4 separate regions of the Mus musculus genome follow, and all the other regions are linked to region 2. The links are chromatin contacts, called in public Hi-C and promoter capture Hi-C maps. All regions are on one chromosome and are shown on one strand. The core of a region is the stretch at or near the end of the contact, and the rest is flanking DNA. Distances in the headings are between cores, read along the strand shown. Region 1 holds the start of Stxbp5l (syntaxin binding protein 5-like). Region 2 holds the start of Wdr5b (WD repeat domain 5B). Region 3 holds the start of Hacd2 (3-hydroxyacyl-CoA dehydratase 2). Region 4 holds the start of Lrrc58 (leucine rich repeat containing 58).

Evidence for each region. Promoter capture Hi-C pulls out the DNA fragments that hold promoters and counts their contacts. A called contact is a pair of places that touch in the nucleus more often than the background predicts.
Region 1: a promoter capture Hi-C map of liver shows a contact between it and region 2, with 2.7 times the contacts expected there. The contact joins the promoter of Stxbp5l here to the promoter of Wdr5b in region 2. A contact is called at or near these places in 2 of 39 promoter capture datasets (hippocampal neurons and liver).
Region 3: a contact with region 2 is called in a Hi-C map of CD8 T cells, with 7 times the contacts expected there. The contact joins the promoter of Hacd2 here to the promoter of Wdr5b in region 2. A contact is called at or near these places in 2 of 39 promoter capture datasets (hippocampal neurons and pre-B cells), 1 of 484 Hi-C or Micro-C datasets (CD8 T cells) and 1 of 115 datasets of contacts at active chromatin or transcription factors (astrocytes).
Region 4: a contact with region 2 is called in a promoter capture Hi-C map of pre-B cells, with 5 times the contacts expected there. The contact joins the promoter of Lrrc58 here to the promoter of Wdr5b in region 2. A contact is called at or near these places in 2 of 39 promoter capture datasets (liver and pre-B cells) and 1 of 484 Hi-C or Micro-C datasets (B cells).

What each region holds. Positions count from the first base shown.
Region 1 is chr16:37,381,794-37,386,646 of GRCm38.p6, forward strand. Stxbp5l (syntaxin binding protein 5-like) reads right to left here and starts at 3,165. Exons shown (of 28, transcript NM_172440.3): 1 at 3,017-3,165; 2 at 1,719-1,912. The coding sequence starts at 1,904.
Region 2 is chr16:36,038,315-36,043,777 of GRCm38.p6, forward strand. It overlaps Wdr5b (WD repeat domain 5B), which reads left to right and starts at 2,876. Exons shown (of 1, transcript NM_027113.2): 1 at 2,876-4,660. The coding sequence starts at 3,199. The coding sequence ends at 4,185.
Region 3 is chr16:35,021,019-35,025,863 of GRCm38.p6, forward strand. Hacd2 (3-hydroxyacyl-CoA dehydratase 2) reads left to right here and starts at 1,403. Exons shown (of 7, transcript NM_023587.2): 1 at 1,403-1,617; 2 at 4,807-4,845. The coding sequence starts at 1,463. LOC105246106 (a long non-coding RNA gene) reads right to left here and starts at 1,327. Exons shown (of 5, transcript XR_876048.3): 1 at 1,053-1,327; 2 at 824-920.
Region 4 is chr16:37,866,225-37,871,218 of GRCm38.p6, forward strand. It overlaps Lrrc58 (leucine rich repeat containing 58), which reads left to right and starts at 2,176. Exons shown (of 4, transcript NM_177093.3): 1 at 2,176-2,756. The coding sequence starts at 2,272.

The sequences.
Region 1 (4,853 bases), core at 1,915-4,414, 1.3 Mb after region 2:
TTTTCAACTTCAAAAATATAAATATTTTATCACCCCTCTCACCCTGTGTATTCTCTTCACCGTCTTGTCTTCTCAAATTCTAATAAGCTTTCTTTCATATAAGGAAAATAGAAATATTTATTCTCATACTGCAAATGCAGGAAACAAGGTTCCAAGAAGAAAAACATATCTTGCCCGTGATAATATGGCTGGCAAATGGCAGGGCTTAAAATGTTTAAAAAAAAAAACTTATTCATAGGCCATTGTCCTTCCTACCATGCCATATGTATCAGACATAGACCATACTTAACTTCTGCCACTTGTCATGACCACTCTTTTCTTAAGAAACTTGGAGGTAACCGTGTGCTGCACTTTATTTCCAGCATTTACACATACATACCTCTGAATTTATTTCATTTAAAAATTTCTCTACTTGCTTTACAGCCTCTACTGTTCATCATCCATCTGGTTTGAGTCTACCTGCTCTATACTAATTTTATCTGAAATAAAATTCTCCTGCATCACTATCACGTTCATTACTTGAGGGTATTAGGATTTTTTTTCAGAATATGGGAAAGGAAATAGAAATAAATAATCAAGACATGATTCTCCTGTGTAGCAATTCAAATTTGGCTTCCAGGGCTCTTTCACATATTTGTTTCAGAACCGCTATTAAGTTCTTCCTTAACTGATATAATATCTATTACTTCATATTGTATTCAAATTTCACACAATTGATTAAATCTATTTAATTCTAAATAAACTTGGGCCTTAAGTAAACTAATAACTATAGATTTGATGTTTTTATAATAAACTTTCTAGGAAGAGCTGAGACAATGACTGAAACTTAACCTGATTTTTCTTATTATGTATTTATATTATGTATTCAATCACATTTATAAAACTATATTCATTTATATCATACAAATGACTTAAAGGTGGTTTTTTTTCTCATATAAGTCATATCAAAATTACACTGAAAGGTAACACCCAAAAAGAGCAATGAAGAAAATATACCATCTCATAAAGTAATACTATAATATCTTTATATAGCAATGTTACATTTTTTTTTTTTTACTATTTCTCATCTTCTTTCCCTGTCCAAAATTCTGCTTGTTCATTGGAAGCTCAAAATCAAAGTATAATGGCCTAAATGTTTTCCTCTGAATCAGAACACGTTGCTTTGCTTTTCTGGGAATTCTGAGTTCTCACAAGAATTGAGCCCATAGGATTTGTATGCTTATCAAGGGTCTAAGATCCCTTTTTTTCTAATATCTAGAATTTTAGAACACTGTCACTGGGCACATTAATCTATTATCTACTTAATTCTAGCAACATGTTGAGAGCCTTATTCATTTTACAACTAGACAGAGAAAAGGAATAACAGTTTCTCAGAATGAAAACCCAGGAAGCCAAATGGCTGTCATTTCTCCTTCAGTTTAGTACGTATACACAAACGTATTTTGTCCACTTATTTGGCTTTAACACCTTGGAAATACTACTTTTTGTGTGTCTTTTCCTTCTCTTTAAAATACCATTGTTGCTTATAAACCGATGCCAAAGTTAATATCTAAAGTGTTTTTATTCATTCAAATCAACTTAGTACTAGGCTCTTTGATACTGACGTCTCAACAATTTCCAGCCCTGCAAATGTATGTGTGTGTGTGTGTGTGTCTCCTTGTTTCTTCACAACAGTAAAGTAGAAATATAACAGGCCCTAAAGCCAATTCAAAACTTACCTTGCAAATCTGGAAATAGTCTGAAGTCAGGCTTTCCTGAATTTCCTCTCTCGGAAGCCCTGCAGTCCCTCCTGGATGGACAGAGCCACTTCCAGCCCCACCACTGTTACTGCCACTGCTGCTACCACTGCCAGGGGAAGAGGCAGTTAAGCCATCCAAAACTTTTCGGAAATTAAACTTCTTCATTTTAAACACTGTCGAAAAATTAAAAGGAAAAGAGAAGTGGTCACAAACATGGAATTTTACGGGGCAAAAGCCTCTATCTTTTCATTAGTCAAGGCAGGAGTAGCTAGTCCCCATTTTATGAGCATTGGATGTAATCGACGGGGAAGAGGGGTTCGGGCTTCATGTCCTCAAATTTTAACTTTAAAAGGGATATCTTTATAAGATAAAGAGAACACAACTCCAAGAGCAACAGTATTCCTTCCTTCGCACATTCAGATTTTCAAGGGCTTTATCCCCAGCTGTAGCTATGCTTTATCAGCACTGGGGTAAAAATAAAAGGCCGTGTCATCATCGTCATTAGCATTATATCATCATTATTATACAATCAAACCAGAGCCCAACAGACCAAGACCCTATGGACTGTTCTGAAAGGGGGGCTTTCCTTCTTCAGGGTCAACTCATAAATTTTTATTATCGGAAAAAACGATGTTGTAGGGGAACCAGTATTTACTCTTCCACCATGTTTGGGGCTCCCCCCCACACAATCCCATCATCTTCAAAGCTTCCTTTTTCTCAATAGAAACTAGGGGACAGGAAAAAAAATGGCTTTTTTCCATCCCATATACCCAAAAACCTAGACCCCAAAACATCTGCGGTGACTCACGGCCACAGCCGACGGGAGGGGCGAGCGGGGACCGCCTGCCTCCACCTGTCCCCAGCTCCTCTCTTCTGCCCCTCTCCCGCCTCTGGTCTCCCGTGTCCCCTCCCCGCCCGGCTCCCCCTCTGCACAGCAGCGGCTCTCCGGGGGATGTGAGGCGGTGACGCCTGCGGCCCGAGTCCCGCCTCAGCCTGCGGGGCGCGCAGAGCTGGCTCTCTCGCTCCCTCCCAGCCAAGCAGGGCGCTGAGGCTACCACCGCGGGCTACGAGCCCTGGAGCCCTCACAGACAGCCGGGAAGCCACACGCACCTCAGACAGCTGCGCGGGCGCGCTCTCCCTCTTGCACAGGCACACACACACACACACACACACACACACACACACACACACACACACACACACAGGCGTGCGCACAGGTGTGAGGGCAAGCCGCGATGGGACAGCACGGGTGTCCCTGGGGACCCCAGACTTAGCACCTTCCTCAGACGCCACTAGCCGCCGGCCAGCCCGTGAGGCGGAGGGCGCGGAGGCTGCAGGCTCACAGGCGGGCGAAGGTCCAGCCCGGATCCGGCCGCTTCTCGGGTCCCTCTGGTCCTGGTGCCTGGCGCTCTCCGAGGTCCTAACCGAGCGGGCGGGTCTGTCTCAGGCTCCGCCCCCGCCGTGGGAGGTAGGCCCCGCCCCAGTCGGCCCGCACCCTCCTCCCTCCCAGACTCTCGCGCCGGGGGCGGGGCACTCTGGGCACCAGGGGGGCGGGACATCCTCTCGCCAATCACAAGCTCCACTGACCTAAGTCTTAGGGATTCCAGGCAGGAAAGAAGTTTGGGGATAGGTCAGAGAAAAAGCCAGTGACAGGAGGAGGGGATCATTTAGGAAAGTAGGTGATGTATTTGATTGACAGCCATACTAGCCAGTATGCCTTGGCGCCGTGCTTTGGGGGCTGTAATTGGTGCTACCTGTTGAAGGACGCAAGTGTGAATCAATAGAATGCTTGCAAGCTTGAGAACTTGCGCTCCGGGAGTCCCAGGCTGCAGAAAGGGTTACCTTAGGTCGTGCTCTGGACTGTATTGTGGACCCGGCTTTTGGACCGGGCTTATTTTGCAGCCTTCCCCCACCCCCCAGCACCCCTTGAATCTATTTCTGCTCACCAGGGCCAGGTGCATCTAATAGACGATCTCGCTGCCCTGCTATATGCGTTGAACGTAGATTTGTAAATAATCCCTACAAACTGTTAGTTCTCTCCATTAAGTCATCTGTACCAAAATGAATTGGTTTTCGGTGGAAATGTTGGCTTCCAAATCTTAAGGAAATGATTTGCCTACTTTATACAGCCTATGGAAATAGACCAGCGTTCCCCTTCTCCACATAGACAAATTAAATTTTTGAGGAAACATTTCTCTCAAATCATGACAAGATGCATCTTAAGCTTTTTTCTCATTTGAATCATTTTGGAAAATACTCTATTCCATACAGGAAAAAGAAACATCGCACCATTGTGAAGAAGGTGATGTAGTTCTGAGCCCTGACTGGCTTTTGGTAAAAGGCTCAAGGTCCATAACTAACTGTACACTTTAATCTAAGCAACAGGGATCATTAGAAATCGTCCCAAATATTTACTGTCCTACATCTTAGGTATGAAACACCACTTCCAGACCCATCCCTTTCTCTGTCAGAGATGAGAGGGGAGAAAGGGAAGACTTGAATGCCTTATGAATTACTCAGGCAAATAGCAAAGAAACCATGGCGATCAAATCGCGCTCAGATTTTCGGAAACTCAGCTCGGTATTCACATTCTCATTTTGAATGTTCTACTCCTTAACACTTGCAGCACTTCTTTTTGTAACCCTCTCACACTTTCACGGTCAAACCCAGATAGTGATTTTCTTAATAACCATTAAGGAGTAGAACTTTGTGCTTCTAGTTAATTTAGTACCTGGCACAGTATTTCTCTTAGAAAGAGCATTCAAAGGGCTTTAGACAATGGATTAGTTACTGGCTATAAGATAAAGATTTATGAGATGATATCTAACTTATCATGCTTGGGAGGAGTGAAAAATAAGTATGGAAACAAATTTCATATGTGTTATAAACTGGATCTTGAAGTGCTTCTAAATCCTATATCAGATACCTAACAATACCTGTCTTTTGCTGTCTCCTGTTGCCTTTTTTTTTTTTTTTTTTTTCCTTTCTGGCCCATTGTTCATTTCCAAACATCGGAGTTAATGAGAGCTAAAAGATTTTCTTCCTCTTTTTACGTCTAGCTTTTCTTTGAAAGGAGGCGATTTGGTGAGTTAACCATTATTAAATAGAGTGATG
Region 2 (5,463 bases), core at 1,626-4,125:
AGAAATTCAGGCAGTTGATTGTGAATTTAGTGACAGAAGTGAAAACAGATATTGACGTAGGAAAACTCTTTGGGGTGCAAAGTAACAGCTCTTCTGATCAGCACCATGGGTGTGACACTAGCCCAGCCTGCTCTTAAACATAGATCCTGTGCCCTTTCTCCAGAGTGTTTGTACACTTGATCTAGAATGGCTATTGATACTTTGTACTGAATGCACTCTGCCAGCCGTGGGTGAATGAATGCTTTGCACACGGTCAATTTTCAATAAATAGTGGATGAGGAGTATACACCTGTGGTAGTAATGGGTGCACAGCTGAATCCAGAATTGACAACTGTTAAAAGCAAATGTATCAACAGAGTGTTTCATTTGTAGTTACTGTTGAGGATAGAGAGAGGGTCCTGAAGTTTATGAAAAACATTTTCACACCAGGAGTCTGTGACATCAAAGCAGTAAGGAAGAGGAAAAGCTGCTGGTTTATTCTGCAAGTAGCACACACTGCAGTGCATTTGATACAAGTTTTGTTACTGTACGTCCACCTGAGGTGGGAGCCCAGTGGCTAGGCTGTTGAGGTTTCCGGTTTTCACATATTATATATATTGCAGAAGAATGCTTTTTTTATTCCTCTAGGCTTATAAAACAAATGAAAAGAAAAAGTTGGTATATTCTTTACTCTGACAGTTTCACTCCTTGTGAGGTTTACTGGCCCAGTATTTTTGTGAAAAGAACTTTAAATCAAAACAGCTTCAGTTTCTGTGAACTCTTGTTTCATATCCAATACAAAAATTGTGGACTCTATAGATTTACTACAAAGCTTGAATGATTTTTTGTCTACTATTCACCTCCGTATGGGTGTGTGTGTGTGTGTGTGTTTGTGTGTGTGTGTGTGACAGTATTTTTAGGTGAGGTTCTCATGAAGCCCAGGCTAGCTTTAACTCCTTTGTAGCTGTTAAGTTTGAACTGGCCCCCCATGCTTCCAATGCGGAGTGGTGAAATTATAGGTAGGCACCACCACACGCAACTCTTGAGTGCTGCTGAGAGCCGAATTTGCAGCTTTGAGAATTTTAGGCAAATATTCTGCTTTTTGATCCATAATTCCAACTTGACCCACATTTGAAAATTACAGAGTATACATGCTCGTTTGTGATTGCAGTGTTTGCAGAGTGTTTACACATCTCTACCCATATTCCCTTAGCCCAAGCAAGTCAGTGAAGTCCAGAACAGGGACTGTAATAAGGAACACTGGCTTTCAACAATTTGAACTATGTAGGTAAGGAGAAATAAAACACAAAAGACCAGTGTTGAGGACAAAATAGTGCAGGGCTCGGGGGGAGTGGTGTGGGCAGCAAGCTATAAGCATGTGGTTTTACAAGGATAGCACGATATGTGTGTGTGTGTGTGTGCGTGCGCGCGCGCGCGCGGGAGCGCAGCTTTTTAAAGCTACTCAGTTACAGGCGGTGCTCAGTCCTTCCTGTTTAGTCTGAATAGGTTTTCCAGATTGGGTAGAGGCTTGGGAACTGGATTTCTACTCCCAAAAGCTGCTTTGAGGAAACCAGTTAAAACAGTCCAGATAGGAGTAATCTTCGAAGACCATATAAGTCTGGCACATGTTTCTTTTTTTTTTTTTAAATGGTTTTTTAAAGGAGAAACAGATTTTTGATTTTTTTTTTTTTCAGTGAACAAAGCAAAACCTAGAGGTCCCCTTACGCGAAGGGTAGCTTGTTGTAAAAGGAAGAAATGCGGGCTGGTGAGATGGCTCAGTGGTTGAGAGCACCCGGAGTTCAAATCCCAGCAACCATATGGTGGCTCACAACCATCTGTAAGAAGATCTGATGCCCTCTTCTGTAGTGTCTGAAGACAGCTACAGTGTACTTACATATTATAAATAAATCTTTTTTTTTTTTTTTTTTAAAGGAAGACATGCTACTGCTTAGGAGCTCAGGATCCTGCTCTGCTTGCTGCCATTTAGGATTACTATTTCCTGGTGAACACTGTCACCAAATCTCCTTCCTGAGAGCTAAGCAGATCCTAGTAATTTGTTAGGACAGTTTGTTAATATTAGACCATGAGTAACGACAAACAGTTTTACTTACAGCCTTTTCTTTTTGGGAGTCCCCAATGCTATTTATACACAAGGTATCCTACACATCAAAAAGTGCGTTTTACCCTTCAAAGTTCAAGTCATGTCTTAATCCTACCAACGTACCAAGTCTGCGCATCTTTTGTCCCTCGTGCTTGTGTGTGTAGTGAACTAAAGGTCCATCACCATCCTGGTTTAGCTCCTAGGTTGTACCCATTATATCCTTTTGGTTTTCTAGTCATTAGAAAAATATATATTTACTTGAAATAAAGCCTAAAATTTGTTATTCAATGTGCTTTAGGTGAGTTAATAAAAATGGAAAGTTTTTGAATTGATGATATAATCTCTATATCAGAAGTCACCGTAGTCCAGGCTTCAGATGTAGTTCAGTGGTTAAGATCATTGGCAGTTCTCCAGAGGACCTTCCAGCACCTACAGGCAGCTCACAACCATCTGTAACTCCATTTCCAGGATGATGGGACTCCTGACCCTGAGGGTAGGTATTGCATTCGCAAAGTACACACACAGGCAGCTATTATTATTATAATCTTGGCAGCTAAACTCAGTCGGGGTGGGTGTGGACAGAGGTACCCTCAATATGCACAGCCTTCATGAAGTGCCTGCTGCGCCCTTTCCTGCACCCAGCTCTCTCAGGGAAAAAAACCGGGTTCAGTGTCAACTTCCTGTCCTGGAGAACCGGAAGAAAATGCATGTCTCCTTCGGCGCGTGCGCAGCCTGGCAGGATGCGTACCTAGCGTCGTCCTGGGCTCTACTTGAGCCTCTCATAAATCCTGTTTTGTGTGACGTCATCTGTTGCTTGAGGTTCCCAGACATTTTGGAGCTGCGGAGGGCGTGGAAGAGGAAAGGTGCAGCCCCGAACCCCCGCGGATCGGCCTAGTCCTTTGACAGCATCTGACACGAGTACGGATCCCAGGATCACTGTGATCCGTGATGCTATAGAAGAAAGCAAGACGGGGAGTGGTTCAAACTTCGTTGCTGACTGGGAACGGACCTTATAGAGGAGCCCATGTTACAATCAAAACCATCCGCCTTCCAACCGCAAGTTTTAACTTCTGTAAGTTTCAGGGCGGGAAGCCCGCGCAAATTATAGAGCCGGATCTATGGCGACCGAGCATCTGCCAGCAGAGAGAGCACAGTCACTTCTCTCTGCCCCCCGGCGCGAGGAAGAGCCGCAGAAACCCAACTATGCTCTCAGACTTACTCTTGCGGGGCACTCGGCGGCCATATCATCAGTTAAATTTAGTCCTAATGGCGAATGGCTAGCGAGTTCTGCAGCTGATGCACTAATTATAATTTGGGGAGCATACGATGGGAATTGTAAGAAAACACTCTATGGTCACAGTCTGGAAATATCAGATGTTGCCTGGTCTTCAGATTCTAGTCGTCTAGTTTCAGCCTCAGATGATAAGACTCTAAAGGTATGGGATATGAGATCTGGAAAATGTCTGAAAACACTGAAGGGGCACAGCGATTTCGTCTTCTGTTGTGACTTCAACCCACCATCCAACCTCATCGTTTCGGGCTCTTTTGATGAGAGTGTGAAAATATGGGAAGTAAAAACAGGAAAATGCCTCAAGACTTTGTCTGCACATTCGGACCCCATTTCTGCCGTAAATTTTAATTGTAATGGGTCCTTGATAGTGTCCGGGAGCTATGATGGGCTTTGTAGAATTTGGGATGCTGCGTCAGGCCAGTGTTTAAGGACACTTGCTGATGAAGGCAACCCTCCAGTGTCTTTTGTAAAATTTTCTCCAAATGGTAAATACATTCTCACTGCAACTTTGGACAATACTCTTAAACTGTGGGATTACAGCAGGGGCAGATGCCTGAAGACATACACTGGTCATAAGAATGAGAAATACTGCCTATTTGCCAGTTTCTCGGTTACTGGTAGAAAGTGGGTTGTGTCTGGTTCAGAGGACAACATGGTTTACATCTGGAATCTTCAGACTAAAGAGATTGTACAGAGGTTGCAAGGTCACACAGATGTGGTGATCTCAGCAGCCTGTCACCCTACAAAAAACATCATCGCATCAGCAGCACTAGAAAATGACAAGACAATTAAAGTGTGGTCGAGTGACTGCTGAAGTCTCTGGCAGGCGATGAGGAAAGCCAAGTTAGACACAAAATCCAAAGGATGGTCTCTCTGGATTCTGGCAAAGCTTAAACTGTCCTTGAGTCTGAATCATCTTACTTTGCAAAGTGAGACCCTTGTAAAAACAGGTCTAGGACTTAGGGCTTGTGAATCCTAGTCTTGAGGCCTGCTAGGAATCTCCTGTGCTCACCCCTGGACAGAGCCTCATTCTTTCACTGGCTTTCCCAGGGGGGTAAGGTTTTTGGAATATCTGGAAAGGTGACACAACAGGATGACCCAGGGGAGGAGGGACGTGTAGCCTCTGGTTTGGGAGGTCATTAAGGGCAGTGACATTAGGGAGGCAATGAGAGGATTGGAGACATTTTACATGTCACTTGTATATTTTTGTTATTCAATATGATTGGGCATCAAATTGCCAAATTAATCTGTCAAGTTGGGGACAATAAATCATGGTCCGGTTTGTTCTATGAATGATAAACTATCCAACACATACAACACACACAGTGCTTTTTGATGATAAATATGAAAGTGACAAAAATCAAAGCATTTGATACCTAAAATGAAGCAAAGGCAGAAAGTACATATAGCTAGACAGCATATGGACCATTAGATTTCTGAAGCCATAGGCAGCGTTCCATCATATGTGCGTCTCCGTAAGTTCCCAGACAGTGGCACGTGGTACCTTTAAAGTTACAGCTGTTAACTGAGAGCTCTCGTGTCTGATGGCTAGAATGTCGTGTCATGTTAGCTCTCGGGAGGCGTGTGAGAGTCAGTGAAGTGTTAACAGCAGAAACTACCCGCATACCAGACACCTTGCTAGCCTAAGGACAAGCTAATGGAGATGTACTGATCTAAGTGGTTACTTTCCAACACTTAGAAGTACAGGCATGGCGTTTTCCTAAGTACAAAATGTAATACCCTGAGGGTAGGAAAGGGACTGATTGGGAGCCAAGCCATGAACTAGGAGGTAGCAGTTGTCCCCCAGAAAGTCCAGGATGAATAACTCAAAACTCATGGCCAGACTACTCTCATGCCAGGGCATTCTCAAAGGCTCTTCAAAATGCCTCTGCCTACTGCCATGCCAGACCATTCAGTGCATGGGGAGCCAGCCTTCACAAAGACACCCTGGCTTCTTATCCTGTCAGGCATGGTATACATAAGAGAGACCTATAGGACTCATGTCTCACCTTTGGTAGGTGAGAAGAAGCTAGCTAATGAACCTGATACTCCCAAGAAGAGATAATACTATAAACTTGGAATTATTTGCCTC
Region 3 (4,845 bases), core at 153-2,652, 1.0 Mb before region 2:
TCTTCTTCTTCTTTTTTTTATTTTTTGGTTTTTGGTTTGGGGAGACAGGGTTTCTCTGTGTAGCCCTGGCTGTCCTGGAACTCACTCTGTAGACCAGGCTGGCCTCGAACTCAGAAATCCGCCTGCCTCTGCCTCCCAAGTGCTGGGATTAAAGGCCTGAGCCACCACCGTCCAGCTCAAACTTACTTCTTTTTACAGCTTGTTCTCCCAAGCAATCTGAATGCTCCTTTTACCTTCCTTTAAAACCAAATGTTCTACCCAACACATTTCACTAACTCTAAAATATTCTGAGAATTCAATGTTCCTCACTTCAACTATTATCACACTGGCTTAAATCACTATCATTGTGACCTGGATCATTGTAATAATTTTCTGATACCACTTTTCACCAGCTAATTCATATCGATTCATTCCTGGATCCTTCTGTGTAATCTCTTGAAGACTGACGACGTTTGTTTCTTTCATTTATTTTGAAATATGTATATTTTCCAATACAACCTTGTATATGCTCCACAAGTACTTCTTGGAATCAATACATATTTTATTACATTACATAAATGCCAGTATATTTATGAACACTGATAGTAAGGTACTTTTTATGAAGAAAGTACTAAAAAAAGAAATGAGTGGGGTCAGCAGATTAAAGGAGCTTTCAGAAGTTATTTCTGATCTAACTCAGTAGAAGTATTTCCCTCCCACCTAGCCCATAACCTGTAGGTATAAACAACTCTTTACTGCCTTACAAGGTCCACCACTAACCACTGATTGACCTTAATCCTCTTTAATAAAAAGCAGGCCTACAAATGGAGAAAAACTGGCTAACCTTTAGAGACTGTTGGGAGTGTCCAAGAGAGCAGGTTTAAAAAAAAAAAAATCCAAAGACAGGGAAGAAATTGTTGAAGGCTATTTCCCCGAGTTGGCTACAATTAGAAGAGAAAGATAATATGTTACAAAAATGCTGGTTCCTTCTGCTCTCTGAACAGGACACACAGCTTAACTGACGTCAATCACCCTCTAGCTACTTGGGCAACTGTGTACAGGGGTAAAGATACCTGGTACCTGGTAGAGGCTAAAGTTACCGAGGACCAGGACATATCATTTGGATCCAGCAGGAAGAGATGGTCATAAGATAGCAAATGACCAGAGACAAATTATCCGTAAGAACAGGCCTGACAAGTGAGGCCCAGGTTCACATTAACCTGATCAAACCTGGCGCTGGATGCCCACACGGATTGTGCGCCGGAAGTTGGGAGGAAATTACCCCTATCCAAGATGGCGGCTACGGAGACGAGCGCCTGGAGCGTCTTTGCCCTCATCCAAGATGGCGGCCCCCGTGGGCGCTGTCCCGGCTCCGCCCCGTGCCGCGGCCCCGCCTCTCCCTCGTCCCTTCCTCCGCCCCCTCGTAGAGCCCAGTTGGGTCTGAGGTGCAGGCGCGAGGGGAGCGGGGTTGCGGGCGCTTGACATGGCGGCAGCGGCGGCGACTGCAGCGACCAAGGGGAATGGGGGCGGCAGTGGCCGAGTCGGGGCTGGCGACAGCAGCGGCGCGCGGAAGAAGAAGGGCCCCGGGCCTGTGGCCACGGCGTACCTGGTCATCTACAATGTGGTGATGACGGCGGGGTGAGGCTGGAGCTCCCTCCCCGGGGAGGCGGGGAGCGAGCTCTGTGACCGGCGGGGTCGGACCCGCAGCCCGGGGCGGCCGCGGGGCGAGCATGGGGCAGGCTGGCCGCAGAGCTGCCTGGTCAGGGCCGCGGCGGGGCGAGCGGGCGGGCGGGCGAGCGGGCGGGCCACAGGTGCGGCGCGGCGCGGCGCGGAGGCCAGCCCCGGGCGGCCGGTCAGCACTTCCCCAGCCCGGCGAGGAAGCCCGCCTGGCTGCGGAGATCATTCATTTAGGCGGCCGCTTTCAAAACCCAGGCGGGAGCGTTCGTCTGGGAGGCGGTAGGAACGTGGTCGAAGTTTTCCGCCAGCCGCCCGAGCCGGAGCGGTCCGAGACCGGGGCGGAGACTTTGGAGGGGGATTACTTAGATTTTCTTGGGGCAAGTTGAGATAGGGAGAGAATCGACTCTGGGGATGGTGTCTACCCCATTTCAAGTCTGTCTCTTCATAGCAGGGCTTTTAGTTCCAGTTCTCACACAACTCGCCCTGGGACTTTGAAGAAACCTGCTTCTTTCTCTGGGTCTCTAGTGGGTTTGGTTTTTTTTTTTTTTTGTTTGTTTTTGTTTTTTTGTTTCCCCCCCAGTTAGGTAGAGTTGGGCTAGGTGAATCCAGTTTCGCAATCCGGTGGTTTTGGTGAGCTGGATCACCATATAAATTTAAATTGTCAGGAAATTCCTAAGTCGTAAAACTTCTTAGGTGCAATTTCTCCTGCCTTCTGTTCTCCCTTCCCTTTTCTCTTTCTTTTCCCGTTTTTTTTTTTTTTTTTTTTTTTTTTCTTTTTTCTTTTTGACCAGAACTCATTATGTAGTCCTGGCTCGCCTGGAACTTGTGATTCTCCTGCCTCAATCTTGTGACTGTTGGAATCAGGGGCCTGTGCCACACCACTCTTGACTCCCTAGCAAGCATTCATCCGTTTGTTTACTGGTGCTGGCGATTGAACTTAGGGCCTCACACTTGCTTGTACTCTACTACTGTGCTAGCACTATGGCTTTTTTTTTTTTTTTGTAAGACTTTCAAGTATACAGAAAAAATTTAAAACTGTATTTTGAAAATCCATTCTTAATTATCTTTTACAGTAGGAAATACGTTGGCAGGGATCAAAACTTAAAATATACACAAAATGCATATATACGGTGAAACCCTGTTTCAAATCACTTTACTTGAATCAGCTAATTTTGTATGTTCCTCAGATGCTGGTATTAGCACAGGCCAATAATACACACTTGCACAAACGTTGTAAGCCTAAAGAAATTATGTTGCTTTTTAATGAAGAAATAGGCTTGGAGGGTGGTAGGCTGATTGTTAGTATTGCAGATAGGAGGTGTTGAAACAACATGCCCTCAGGCTGGGCATGGTGGATCTCTGAGTTAAAGAACAGCCTGGTCTCCAGAGCAAGTTTCAGGATAGCCAGGGCTACACAGTGTAATCCTGTCTCAAAGAAAAACAAAACCAAAAAGACAAAAAAGAAAAAGAAAAGAAAGGAACACAGGCTTGCATGTGATTATACAAGTTCTCAAAATCCCTGGATCTAAACTTAAGTCAATAAAGAACTATTGCAGCTACAAGTTGTTGTTCTCATAAATGTCCCCAGATTATTATTTTTTTAGGAGAACATTTAGAACTCTCTCTATACACATATATGTACGATTCCTGTTCTAGCAAAGATGTTGGTAGAAGCATTGTATTGAAGAGCGATGTCACAGTCCTCTAATGAGGAAAGACCTCCTTTCTGGGCGATGAACACAAGAATGAGGAGTAGGGTCTTACTTATGTATGTATGGGAGTATTCTGTTGCTGTCTTCAGACCCACCAGAAGAGGGCATCAGGTCTCATTCCAGGTGGCTGCGGGCCACCATGTGGCTGCTGGGAACTGAACTCTGGAAGAGCAGGTCAGTGCTCTTAACCACTGAGTCATCTCTCCAGCCCAGAAATCGGAATTTTGAGAGGGAAGTTAATGCTTTAATCAACTTGAACATTAATTTGTTACTGCCCATGCTGGCCAGTTAAGCTAGTAAGGAATTTATTTCTTCTGTTATAAACCCTTATTTAATGTCCCTCTATGATAGTTTGTAGGTGTAGAACATATATACTGTTGCCTAGTTGAGTGTGTACATTTAGTTGAATCTGCTCTTTCTGAGATGGGCCTTAATGACCAGGTTCCATTTGCTTCCTTATAAAATTTAACAGGAAGCCACAAGGCCTAATATTAATTTTTTGAGGAGGAAGGTCAAGCAGAAAGGTAAGACCCACAACTGGATGTCCTGGTGCTTTCTGGTTTCGTGGGTTTCTAATCAATACACTTATTGATCTCTTCTCATTTGGTCTTGAGAAATTGAAAACTATCCATTTTCAAAGGCAACTTTTATTCATATTTTGTATGTAATTTAAATAAGATCACGATATACGGACCTGTCCCACTGAGGCACTTGTATAAAATAGTTTAAAGTATTTTTCCCGTCTAAATATTATTAAAGACCCTTTAACAGCATAAATCAATTAAAATTGAGCCCCTCGTTCCATTAGACTTTCTGGGACCTGATTTCACTGCACAAAGACCATAATAACTTATTCCCTTTGCATTGGCCTTGTTCTCAGCAGACAGGTTTATCAGAGAGCCGAGTTCTAGACAAGTGAGCTGCCACCACGTAATTTTATTTTACAGGATGTTGTAGGTAGTGTAACACTTATTTGTGCTACAGTGTGGTCTTTGTGAAGGACAGTGATTTTTATACCACACTTGAAATAATCCACATGCAAAAAAGGAAGGTTTGTTTTGGTGCAAAGTTTGGTGATTGCGTCCCACAGTTGAGGGCCTCCTTACACTGGGTCAGTGACACAGCAGGAACAGAACTGTTCACCTCATGACCATGCCACAGAAGAGGGAAGGAAAGAGGCCCAGGGTCCCAGAGGCTCTGTCAGGGCATGTCCCTGATGACTTAAATACATCTCACTAGGTCTCAGCTCTTAACGGTGCCACCTCACAATAATGTTACTCGGCACCATGCCCTTCATGTGGGCAGCACACCACAGCACTTGGTAAATCTCGGGTCTTTTTCAATCTTTTGAACATGCTCTGCTATTCCTATGTCTTTATTGTCTTGAGTCCAGCGTACTCTTGCTTTCCTCTTCTAATTGTACTTTGTTTTTTACTAGGTGGCTGGTGATAGCAGTTGGGCTGGTGAGAGCATACCT
Region 4 (4,994 bases), core at 926-3,425, 1.8 Mb after region 2:
CCAGGACAGCCAGGGCTACACAGAGAAACCCTGTCTCCAAAAACCACACATTAAAAAAAATTTAATTATAAACAAATCGTGCCTGCAGTGAATGGTAGGGAGTTGAATATAAGGGCATGCACTAAAAAATGAAAATGAAGAGCTTTTCTTTACATGGGAGCCCATTCTGGTTGAGGAGATACACTGTTTACGTTGATATTGATCGTTTTCTTGTTATAGCTTCAAAAATAATACCATGTTCAACTTTTACAAGACAGTTTCTGTTCGACGATCTGCTTCCATCTAGCCTAAATTCAACAAACAGATATCGATAGCACAAATCTTTATTAAAATAGGTCATACTACAGCTCTTCAAGCAGTAGACTCTAAATTTTGTCAGTTTGCCCATTTCTTTGCTACAGCTCCATTTTCTACCCTCTTTCCTTCACTGTTTATTTAAAAAGGAGTTTCTGCCCCACTTAGGACTTTCTGCATAGCTTCAGATTCTATTATTGAGATCATCTTTCCCCTACTACCTGATGTTTACACAGGCTAGCTCTTTTTCTCAATCATGTTTTGTTTTTTTCCCTCGTTTGACATTGCTACTGCTTGTTGTTTTACCAAGAGTACACATTTTTAAAGCATTAAGTATTCTTGATCACAGTAGGGCTTCTTCTAGAATATTAGGTTGATCTGAAATAAGGTCCATTTTAAAAAAGGAACTTCCAAATCAGATGTCTTCAAGACACTTGCAGATTTTATTTTATTTTTTAGACATGGTTTCTTTTTTTTTGTTACCCTGACAGTCCTAAAACTATGTAGATCAGGCTGGTACTCACAGAGACACTCCCACCTCTGCCTCCTGAATGTTGGGATTAAAAGCAGGTACTACTATGTCTGGCACATATTTTTTAAATTCCACTCATAGATTGTTTAAACTAACAAACATGACAACTCAATCATAAAGCTTAGCTGTGAAGTAGCATGAAGTCTCTCATCTGCACAACTGAGTAGATGAGGTTATGATTTTTAGGAAAAAAAGCAATTTAATCCCACTGGTTATCACATAACCTTTTAACTTTCTTGTATTTAAGCTCGGTAAGAAACTAAGCTTTTCTCTTATTTCCACTAATGACTTTAAAATTACAAAACGAAATCTCAGAAAAGATTGACATTGAAATGGGATCAGGATGAAAATAAATCTACTGGAATTAGTGAATTAGAGCTAGAGTCAAGACTTTCCCAGTTAAATTCTATCTAGTTCTCACTTGCAGAGTGCTTTGAACGCTTTCTCCATCTGAGCTCAGTGTAAGCTAGATCTAATAAAGGGGGCTCCTATATCCAACTCCCAAGCGCATTCCCATGCCCAAGGGACCAAAGCCCACAGGAGTGATTCTGTGATTGACGTGGACAAAGTTCTTATTGGACACACAATACTTTTACAATGGTGCTTTTTGTTGTTGTTTTGGGGTTTGTTTTTTTTCCAAACAAGGTTTCACTGTATAGCTGTGGCTGTCTTGGCTCGCTCGCGTTAGACAATGCTTTAAGAAACAACAGGCAATCAGGGAAGGGAAGGTCTTCAAGCATGCTTTCCAGCTGGGGCGACAGCCATCTCCGACTTTGGCTTTAGCTTCGAAGAGGCCTTTGTTCTTCACCGTGTAGCCCTGGCTAGCCTGGGCTATGTAGGTCAGGCGGGCCTCAGACTCAGTACGGCTGCCTCTGCATTTCAGAGCGGGGACGAGAGGCGTGGGGCCACCAAGCACGTTCTCCTGAAGACATTAAATTCTCAGGCTACGTCCCCGTCATGGCTACTCTCTCTGGATCCCGCAAAAATGGGGGGGCCCCGGCCTCAAGTGAGAACAAAGGAGGCGGCGCCCCGTGACGCGCAGGCCCCCGGGCGGGATCAACAGCCCCGGAGCTGTTTACTCTGGCGGCCAAGGCCACCACCGGGTGCCACACTATAAAGGGCGAGCTGCCCGCTCCGGGGAGCCTCAGGCCTCCGGCTCGCCCACCGAGCCCCGCGACGCCCGGGCGAGCACAGCTCCCTCACACGGTTCCCGGGAGCGCCAGGCCTCGGCTCCTGCGCAGCGGACGCCGCGCCGTGCGCCACGTGAGGCGGAGCCCGGCCCCCGGAGCGGCGCGCGCACCCGGCGCCGACCATCGCGTGACTCGGAGGGCGCGCGGGGGTGAGCGCCCGGGCCGTACCGGGCCGCGCCGCGCCACTTCCGACGCGGCGCTCGCTTTAGGTTCCGGGGCGCGCCGCCTCGGCTCGCGGGCCCGGGATCCGGCGGGATGGAGGAGGCCGCGCTCGGGGAGGCCGAACTCAACTGGTCCCGCCTCAGCGTGTCGGCCGAGGCGTTGGAGTCGGAGCTGGAGGCGCGCGCCGAGGAGCGGCGCGGCGCGCGCGAGGCTCTCCTGCGGCTGCTGCTGCCCTACAACCGCCTGACGTCGCTGCCGCGGGCGTTGGGCGGCGGCTTCCCGCACCTCCAGCTCCTGGACGTGAGCGGCAACTCGCTCACGGCGCTGGGGCCCGAGCTGCTGACGCTGAGCGGCCTGCGCACGCTGCTGGCCAGGAACAACCGGCTCGGCGGCCCGGGCTCGCTGCCCAAGGGCCTGGCCCAGTCGCCGCTCTGCCGCAGCCTCCAAGTGCTCAACCTCAGCGGCAACTGCTTCCAGGAGCTGCCCGCCTCGCTGCTGGAGCTGCGCGCCCTTCAGACCCTCAGCCTGGGCGGCAACCAGCTGCAGAGCATCCCCGCCGAGATCGAGAACTTGCGGAGGTGAGCGGCGGCGAGTCCCGGGGGTGGGGAGCGGGGCGGTGGCCCGAGCTCCGTGGCACCGGGTTGGAGGGGGAGGGGGACTAGGCGAGCCATTGTCACCCGTAGCGTCTGACCAAGGGTGGGTGGGTGGGTGGTAGCCTTTGGGTTGTGTTTGGCCTGCCGCAGGTCTTCGACGCCCCCCGCGCCCCCCAATGAACTCTGGAATTCATTGTGGAGACCATGCTAACCTCAAGCTCACAGAGCTCCGCCTGCCTCTACCTCCCAAATCTGGGGCTAAAAGACATGCGCCACTAAGCCGGACTTCGCCTTCTTTCTTGAGTCTAGACAGGGAGTCAAAAGGGCTCCCGTTAACAGAGGTTGGCGATTTCTTACTGGTTAAGTCTTCCGAGACTTTCCATGCGTTTGCATCAAAGTGGCATTTAACGTGGCGTAGGAGGTGCTGACCTACTTCCTTGGTTTTTATTTCCAGTTCCCCTCTTTTCCCGATACCCAAAGTACCATTTGTGGAGTCAGTGAGCCTTGCACACACACACACACCCAGAAAGGCAGCTTCACTAAATTGTGGGGTTGGGGTTGGGTACAAAAAAAAAAAACAAAAAAACCCAAAAACAACAACAACAAAAAAAAACCACGCTGCGCTTCCTTTGACCCTGAGGAACTATTCACATTTCAAAATTTTATCTTAGGAGTCTTTTCTGTAATTCTAAAAAAAAAAAAAAAAAAAAAAAAAAAAAAAAAAAAAACTGTTCCCAGGACAATTAGAGCCAAATTACTTCCTCTGTGTGTCACACATCATACCATTGTATCTGTGTTACTGTATGTTACTGAATGTGATTCCTTCTTTACAGGAACTGTCTGTCCTATCTCCTAGTGGCTTAGTCAGTAGTGTACTGGAGTGAGGAGGTGCAGAGAGGATAATAGAAGTGCTCTAATGTGCCCTGCAGGGGAGTCAAAGCAAAACAAGAAAGCATCTTCCACTTGTTAAATATTTTTCCTCTCTTTTAATTGGTTAGCCAAGATAAAAGAATGTGGAGCCAGAAAGAACCTTCGAGTTAACAGGGAAAACATTGACCCAGGAATAAGACTTTTTCTTCACATCTCACCCTTCTGCTGGTCACTTAGCACTTCCTGTTTGCCAAATGAGGCATCTGGACACAGTGTCCCTTAATTTGCTCCTCGATAGATGTTTACACAGTACTTGATGTGTCCCAACATTTTCCTAAGTTCTGGGGCTAATCCCCTGAGATAGAATGACAGGGATTTGACCTATTTTGGTTCTTGAGTAAGTGCCGTTTGAGTCAGCCTTCTGAAGGAAGTAACAGTGAAGATTTGAGTGTGAGCCATTGGACCAATCCAGGTAAAAAGAAGAGTGTGTGTGAAAGTCCAGGAGCAAGGAAAAGAACTGCTGAAAGATGATCATTGCAAAGAACCGGGGACACTCAGAGGGTGTCACATCTTGAAGACTTCCATAGAGTGTGGGTTGTATTCTGAGTGCACATGTTTGTTCCTGTGGAGTGGCAAGGGGCTGAATGAAGGAGAAGGGATTTGGGGGCTGGTTAGGAGGCCATTGTGGTAGACACCGGTAACCTACAACAGGAGTACTAGGGAAAGGTAGGATATAGGACAGGTAAGGGGAGATTATGTTCATTGGACAGACTTTGGTTCCTCTTAATTTTAACATGTCGTGTTTTATTTCAATCAAGTATTTTTAAAATTTTTTATTATTTTTGTTATTTTTGTTTTTTTGGTTTTGTTTGTTTCGAGACAGAATTTCTCTGTGTAGCCCAGGCTGGCCTTGAACTCAGAAATCCACCTGCCTCTGCCTCCCAAGTGCTGGGATTAAAGGCGTGAGCCACAATCTAGCATATTAGGAGGAGCCCAGGGAGAGTAGTCAATGATTCTAAGATGAGGCACTCTCCATTTTTAGAGGAAGAAACAAGGGCTCAGAGAAATGAGGTCTCTCTCAAGATCACAAACCTATTAAGTAGAACTGGATTTGAATACTGGGGTCTCTGATGCCAAATTCAAGAATTTTCCACAGTGGCCAGCTAGGGCTAGGACTTGAGTGTCTAGGCTTCTTTTCTGGGAAATACGCAATTCAGAGGATTGGGTCAGGCCATGTATACCTGGTTGAGCTGATTTCTGTACTGACAACAACTACGCAAGGCTGTTGGTCACTATGTTCTTGACTTGAATTTTTGCATCCTGGTTGTTGTTGTTGTTGCACTTTATTTCTCT